Regions from separate parts of the Rattus norvegicus genome. Here region 2 is linked to region 1. The links are chromatin contacts, called in public Hi-C maps. All regions are on one chromosome and are shown on one strand. The core of a region is the stretch at or near the end of the contact, and the rest is flanking DNA. Distances in the headings are between cores, read along the strand shown.

Region 1 (3,923 bases), core at 436-2,935:
CCACGGAGGGGGGCGCGCTGGGTGCTCCCGGGGCCGCTCTGTGCGCTCCACACCCAAGGCTTAGAGATTCTGGACTAGTACAGCCACACTGGGCAGAAACGACAGCCATGCGCGGTCTCCTCTGCCTGGCCTGCTTTCAGCTGGTGCTTGGCAGCACACGCCCCCCCGCCCCAGCTGTCGGCCCATCCCACCCAGCTCTCGGCGGTCCCAGCGCCTTTTGCTTGCCCCTCTCCCAGTCCACAGGGACGCCAAAGCACAAATCCTTGGGTGGGGTAGGGGCAGCAGCTGGAAGGGAGGGTGGGCACACAGAAGAATTTTCCAGGGAAAGCCAAGATGAAAATAGCCAAAATGCAATGCGCCCCCTTCCCGGATGCTTAGTATCTCTGGGCGGTGGCACAGCCCCCGCCACCCGCGACAGCGTCGCTACGGTCTTTCTCCAGAGCGCCCCATTGTTCACACTTTGCCAGGATTAGGAATATCACCCAGAGAAAGGAGAATAGGGAGAGGTGTTTTGGGCAACTGGCTACCTGCCATTCTTCGCTGGCACCGTGCAACCCTGGGCTCTCGGTGCGTGTAAAGGCACACGCGCGCGCGCCCGCGCGCGCGCACACACACACACACACACACACACACACACACACACACACACGCACACACACACGCACAACCAGGCAGCCCCGATCACGCCCTCCTCGCCCTCCGCCCCTCTGCACTTCCTCCTGTCAAAACGCGGCGCTGGACCCTCCCATCCCTCCGTGCTCCCGGCCGATGGCAGGCTTTGCAACTACCCAGCAATTTGGCAAATGAAAAACTAACGTCATTTGCACGGGGGTGCAGGAACGGCCACGGGGCCCTGCGGTGCTGCCCGTGGTTGCCCCATTTTGCAAACCGTTATTCGGGGCGGGGAAGAGGGGGGAGTGAGCGGAGGCTGCAAGCCTCACTTTATCACAGCCCGGGACATAACGGTGGGGGGAAAGCTGCCCCAGCCTTATTGTTCACTCTTCTCTAAGCTTGACAAACCCCTCTAGGTGGAAGATGAGCCTGGGGGCGACACCACCCGAGCAGCGCATCCCCGCCACCCGCCTTCGGGGAAGGGGAAAGCAGCGCTGCCCATAGCCGCAGCATCCTGATCCCATACCCCTGTCCCACCTCCACGGGCACACAAGTGGGAAGGGCGTGCGCGGTCGCCACCGAGCGGGGAGACAGCCGCGTCCAGCGCCGTCCCGGAGGGCACGGGTTTGGCTGGCCAAGCAAGGACGATGCGATGCGCTCCCTTCTCAGCTCAGTGAAAATGCTGTCTTTGCCTTACACACAAAACCACCCAAAAGAACCGTGCTTCTCGGGGAAAGGGAGGAAGGACAGGGGCAAGCGGACAATTAACAAACCCGATGTAGAATTTTAAAAATAAAATAAAATAAAAATGTACCTGCAGTTCCCAGGAAAAACAAAGTCCAGATGAGATCCTTAGTTCGCAGCATTGTAAACTGCCGGCTGGGAGGGATGTTCTGGCCGCGGTAAATTCAGTGCCTTCCCTTGCAAGCGACTGTGGACGGCGGCGGAGCAATGGACCGAGGAGCAGACAATTGCCAGGCTGGGTATGATTATTTTTGCAGAATTGTTTCTTGCCAGCCACTGCCGAGCTGCGTTCACGCGCTGAGCGGAGAATGAGTGACAGCCCCAGCCTCAGCACACTCGCAACTCGGAGATCCCTGCGCTGGCCCGGGTTGGCTTTGATGGAACTGGGGATGCGAGCGACGGGCGGGGGGCGGAGGTGAGAACCTCACTGTGTCCTTCCACCACGCCGACCACAAATAGTTCCTAACATCCAGGAGGTAAGAGACAGGGGAGGCAGATGCGGCCGCCTGCAAAACACGGCCTGGAGTCACCAAGGGAGCCGGGCTCTTTCACACAGAACCTTCCAGGCAGAAGCTGGGATTTCTTCTTTTCACCCTTTTCCTTCACTCAAGCCTTTGGAGATCCTTCTGCCCTCCAGCGTTCCTTAATCGGGAATTTGAACGTTTAAATAATTAGGAAAAAAAAAGAAAGAATTTTTAGATTCAGCTCGCTTTTCAAAGTTGTAGAGCCCCCCACACCCACCCCATGTAGTTACTAAAGTCCTTGCAATAGGAAGCAAATGGCTTCCTCCTTTTCTCCTTCTCCTTCTTCTCCTTTTCTTCCTCCTCCTCCTCCTCTTCTCCTCCTTTCCCTCATCCTCTTCTTCCTCTTCTTCCTCTTCTTCCTCTTCCTCCTCCTCCTCACCCTCTTCCTCCTCTTCCTCCTCTTCCTCCTAAGTGAAGGAAATTGGAAATTTGGAGAGAAATGAGGGTTGTGGAGGTTTGCTTTGTTGTTTGTTTTCTCTTACCTATGAAGTTTACCTTCCCACAGAGGGAGCAACTCACAGCAGCACAACTCAGATCTCAGAAGTGGGGGGGGGTGCGGGGGGGCAGTTAGAAGAAAATGCAGAGACATTTAGAAGTAGTATTCAGAAATTACCAGAAACTGCTTGCAAGTATTGGAATCCTCTCTTCCTCTCCCTCCACTGCTGCCCTGGCTTTTCGGTGTGTATTACGGCACAGGAGCAAGAGCAAGAATTCTCCTTCAGCAGGAGAGAGACCCCTATTCTTAAGGCTATGAAAAATCCAGTGTAACTGAGATGTCAAGGCAAAGACTTCCACTAATCAAACAGCTGTGTCTGTGAAAAGAGGGGATGAGAACAGAGTGAAATCAACACCTTTAGCACCTGAACAGGACTTGAGTTGTGCAGGAAATATAGGTGAGGGTGGCCTTGCTCAGAGAAGCGGCTCTGACAGAGGAAAGCACCACTTCATGCATAATCCCAAGCCCTGCGATTTCCTTTAAAGGGCAGGCTCCTTGAAACCCCACCTTCTGCTAGCTGCCCAATCACCACCAAGCTCTTCTTTCTGCTGTATAATGTACCTAGTAGGTACTATCATACGTTGGGGGTTCCAGGGATTCACGAGAAGTATTCTGTCTCCCAGGAATCGTTCATGTTCACTTTTATAATTTGTAACTTATGCTGATTATAAACAATTTTTAAAAATACAGAAAAGTATAAAAGCTCAAGGAATATCTCTTTGCCCCACAGATTCTAAAGATAGCCACAATTTTTCTAAGTTGCCTATATATGCATGTGATTGTGTCTGCCAGTACTCACACAAGATAAAGCTGCCACAAGATGAGAGCTTTGAACCATGAGCCAAAATGACCCTTTCCTCCCCAGAAGATGTTTTATATCAGGTCTTTGTCCTTGAGTCAACAACCTAAGGTTAAGCACATCATACACACACACACACACACACACACACACACACACACACACACACACACACATATATTTCTGGTTGTGTCTTTGTTTACACACTGTTTTTTGCCAGTGTATAAAATGACCATATTATACCTTATAACCTCATGTGGATAAATATCTGGAACTCTTTCCTAATTGAGTTTTCCACAGAGAGAAAGATGGAGAGACTAGGCAGAGGGTAGAGGGGAGGGAAGGTTGGGGGCATCCAAAATAAGACTTTTCTAATTTTACCACACAGAGTGAGAGACACACCCATTCCTGCAAACTTCGCTCCTTATAGCCCATGTCAGTAGAATTAAAAGATTCCTCGCTGCTTTTCTCCCCAAATGTCCCTATTTTTAGCCTTCAGATGTAGACAAGTGTGGAAATCCTATCTCACTTCAGCATGAATAGATTTTTCCCCCTTTCTGTCTCTCTCCAGCCCCTCCCACTGCCGTGTAGCTGCTCTCTGTTGTCATGACTATTCTAGAATTCTGCCCCACTTACTCCAGGCCACACTCTTAGGATCTCTCCTATATTCCTTTAACAAGATGGTCCACTCATCCCTAGTTCTTCAGCTTTTTTCTGTGTTACTCTTCCAAACTGCCCATGAACCATT
Region 2 (3,923 bases), core at 856-3,355, 120 kb after region 1:
TACACTTCTCAAAGGAGCCATCTCCAAACACCAGCCTGGAGACCACGCCTTCAACATGCTGGCCTTTGAGGATCATTTAAAATCCTAGCTGTAGCAAGCCTGTTACCGAGCTGACTCACAGAACTGTGGGGCAGGCTGTTTGGAGGCTTTCTTTGCACACCAGCCCTGATGATCAGGTATGGGGCAGGCTAGGACCATCTGGCTCTGCTTTTCTAAGACTCACTGCTTGATTGACCTCCCGTGGGATCACTAACATGGGTGGTTTTCTTCCTGTCACCACATGGACAAGCCATGATACACACAGGCAGAAACTTTTCAAGCTGCTACTATGACAGCTGAAGTGACTTTTCAGCCAGGTGTGAGCAATTGGTGTTTCTCTCAGCCCCACCTGGCTATTAAAGTCTGGGCTTTCCAGGGAACAAATTTGCTGTTCTGGGTCATGGTCTCCTCATTCTAGTCAATTTCTCACCCATCACATGGCCCAGTGGAGGGGAACCCATAGCCCAGGATCCCAGCCTCTTCCTGCCCCCATGCCACCAAAAGTGATGGGGTTTCTAAACTCAGAAACTGGAACAGCAGGGATCAGAGGAACTAACCAAGGGATGAGTTATTATTGCTGTGCAGGAAGAGGGTGTTGGCAGGAATCTCGGGGTTAGGTGTCTTCTTTAGGAAGGTGGCAACTTTCAGGCTCTAATCATCAGGTTGGAAAGCTCTGCACTGGCAGACATGGAGTCAGTGGGGTAGATAAATAGAAGATAGAAAGGAAGGAAGGATATTGGATGGACAAATGAGTAGGTGGTGAATGGATGGATAGATAGAAGGAAGGATATTGTGTAGATAGATGAATAGAAGGATAGAGAAAAGTGTAAATGAATGGATGTAGAAAAAGAAGGATGAGTGGATAGACAGAAGGATAGATGAATAGATGATTGAATAGATGAATAGATGTGATATGTAACATATATGTATATTTACATATATGGATAGGGATAAATAGATACATTCATGCATGCATACATAGAAGAAGACAGTTATTAAGGAACTGAGTTGTGTGGTTTTTTAAAACTAAGTCCCACCAAAGGCCTTCTAAAAGCCGAATAACCAACAGAGCTCAGTCCATATCTGAAGGCTTAGGAAGCAAGGAGTGCAAATGGTGCGATAAATTTAGTCTGAGACCCAACCCCCAAGTGCTCAGGGGACTTCTGACTCAAGACTGGATCCAAAGGTTGGAGAACCTCAAACTGTGCTCTGCAATGGCAGGTCTAGATGGCTGTCTCTGCCCTTCCTTGGCTTCATCACTGTATTTAGGCCATAGTCTTCCCTTTCATTCAACTGATTCAAACCCTGGTTTCTTCCACACACACTCTTGGTGACACCCAGAAATGTTTGACCAGCTTCTTGGCTGTCCCTTAACCCAAGCAAGCTGACACCTCAATAAAGCTCCGCTACTTCCTCTTGCCTTGCCCAGAATACTGGCTACAGATCAACCACATTTTCACCAGTTCATCTAGAAGTTATCTGAGCCCCGCAGTGGGAAAGGTCACCCTCACAACTATGTTTATTTCCTTTGCTTCCTTTAAATGTTTACTCTGGCTCGTCCATTCCTGAAACAGAAAACAGTTCCAGTATATATCTGATCATTCGTGTTTTCATGCATTTGACAGTGATTTACTGTGTGAATGCTGCATGCAGCTCTCTGGACTGAGCCGGTCGGGCGGGGATAGGAATGACCACTGCCCTCCTCCAGCTTCAGACTCAGAGACAAGAAACCAGCAAGTAATCGGAAATTGTAGAGAATGCTCCCATCAGAAAAAAAAAATGAGCGGCTGACAGAGAGTAACAGGTGTGCATAAGGGGCTCGGGCTGCTTTAGACTTGGAGAGACCTGGAAGTGATACGGGAGAAATGAGACTCAGAAGAAGAAAGGGGGATCTAGAGACAGGAATAGCATAGACGAAGACTAAGCCACAACAGCTCCAGAGCCTTCAGCAGAGGACATGGTGTCCCCAGAGTACCCTCTGGCCTCTCTGACTTCTCAGCACTGAGGACCAGGAATCTTTCCTCCACAACAAGTGCCCCTTTCTCCTGTGGCAGAAGCATCATGCCAGCTCACTCAGCCCTGCCAGCAGCATCAGCTGATCTCCAGGCAGTTACAATCAACAAAGAGGGACAGAGGAGAGTAAGACAGGAGCGGGGACCATTCTCACCAGAATCTGGGAGGTCATCTGGCGAGGGAGGCAGGACTCAGGGACGCTCTTTCTGTTCGTATTGCTCTCTCCATGTCACGGGCGTAAAAGCAGTACTAATTGGTATCCCCTAAACGTGTGAGTTCTGAGACAGTTTGGTGTGTAGCGACGACTACCACATACAATTACACGGCTGCAACTTGGACTGCCTCTGAGTGAGACCACCCCCAAAGAATAGCTTCCTTGCTCTGATAAGCATTCCCAGGGGGCCTGATATTGATATCTTACCTACAGACCTACTCTACCCCCTAAAGACCTTTTGCACATGTGTGTGTGTGTGTGTGTGTGTGTGGTTTATACATATGTGTACATTTGTGCATGTGAAGGTCAGAGGACAACTTCAGGTGTTAGTCCTCAGGTAACAGATGCTTTAAAATTACATTTATTATTATTGTTGGTGTGTGTGTTTAGTGTAGGGGTGGGGCTGTGTGTGTTGCACAATGTGCGTGGCAGGCATGTTGGGATGAGAGGGCAACTTTGTGGAGTTAGTTCTCTATTTCAAGCTTTATATGGATTCTGGAGATCAAATTCATATCGTCAGGCTTGCGTTGCAAGGGAACTTGTGGGCTAAACCATCTTGCTGGCCCCACCTTGCACAGACAGAGTCTCTCACTGCTCTACAACTCACTGTGTAGACTGGGCTTCCGGGTCAGCAAGTCACTGACTTGCTGTCTCCATGTCCAGGCATTGGATTGTAAGCAGTACCATGCTCAGCTGTTTGCTCATTCTGGGCGTCAAACTCAGGGCCTCCACCTTGTGGGGCAAGTCGTACTTTAGCAGTTGAGCCATCTTCTTTCCCCCTAACCCACCCAAGACATTTTGATGCTGCTTCTTGACTTTCTGATGGTCTTCTCACCCATCTTTGCCTTTCTCCAGAAGTCTTCTCCCTAGAGAGGGCAAAATGAGCTGGAGGTTTGCAGGATGGTTGGTGCTCACCTGGGAGGCCCCTGTGGCTACTACATCTTTCCTGTTCTCCTTGTTTGCTAACGGAGGTTTGTTTGTTTGTTTGTTTGTTTGTTTTAACTCAGATAAAAATGTCCTCAGTCCCATGGGATGAAGAACGATTGGCTTAACCTAAACATGGTGATCTGACTCCTCTGGATAATGACTGGTTCAGGGATGGATAATAGGACAGAGCTCTAACCCATGAGATGTCAGTCAGAGACTAGGAACTTTGGAGTAATTTTATTTCCTGAAAGTCGAGGTGAAACACCCATCCTTTTCTCTTGCATTCATTTTTCTTATGAGATCTGGTGCCTGGAGCTTTGTAATCATCTTGTGCTGATGAAGTTTACAGAGCAGACACTAGAGAGGACATCTCTGATTAGTGAGCCAATCCTAGGAGCAGATCATTAGTTCTTGGCACCTTATAAACAAGCCATGCATATCTGTATGGACTAAATCTTCAAACCCTTGCTATTGAAAGTGTAAGTGCTGAACCAGAGGCTTAAGTGTCATTTGGGAACTTTATGCGACCCTGTGTACATTACAGTTGGACACCTGTGAGCATGAATCAGAGTTGGTCAGATTTTTATGGACTTCAGCCCAAAGCACACTGGTTGGCAGTATGCCTCAGGCACAGGCCTTCCTAGGGCTCCAGGAGTGTTTCTCTGATTCCAGATTCTGGAGGGGAGGTGCCCTTGCAATGTATCCACAGTGGGAATGAGGGAGTGTCATA

Evidence for each region. Hi-C and Micro-C count contacts between places; a contact is called where the count stands out from the background.
Region 2: a Hi-C map of Schwann cells shows a contact between it and region 1, with 4 times the contacts expected there. The contact joins the enhancer-like site here to the promoter of Ncam1 in region 1. A contact is called at or near these places in 1 of 12 Hi-C or Micro-C datasets (Schwann cells) and 1 of 1 datasets of contacts at active chromatin or transcription factors (oligodendrocytes).

Annotation. Positions count from the first base shown.
Region 1 is chr8:59,060,295-59,064,217 of GRCr8, forward strand. It overlaps Ncam1 (neural cell adhesion molecule 1), which reads right to left and starts at 1,686. Exons shown (of 20, transcript NM_001395707.1): 1 at 1,427-1,686. The coding sequence starts at 1,478.
Region 2 is chr8:59,177,981-59,181,903 of GRCr8, forward strand. No RefSeq gene overlaps it. Among named protein-coding and RNA genes, the nearest start is that of Ncam1, 120 kb to the left of the region's middle. Within about 2 kb of position 2,106, at least 49 of the 93 cell types and tissues checked have an H3K27ac peak or open chromatin away from gene starts, as enhancers often do. A contact at or near this core is called in Schwann cells, where this site is marked.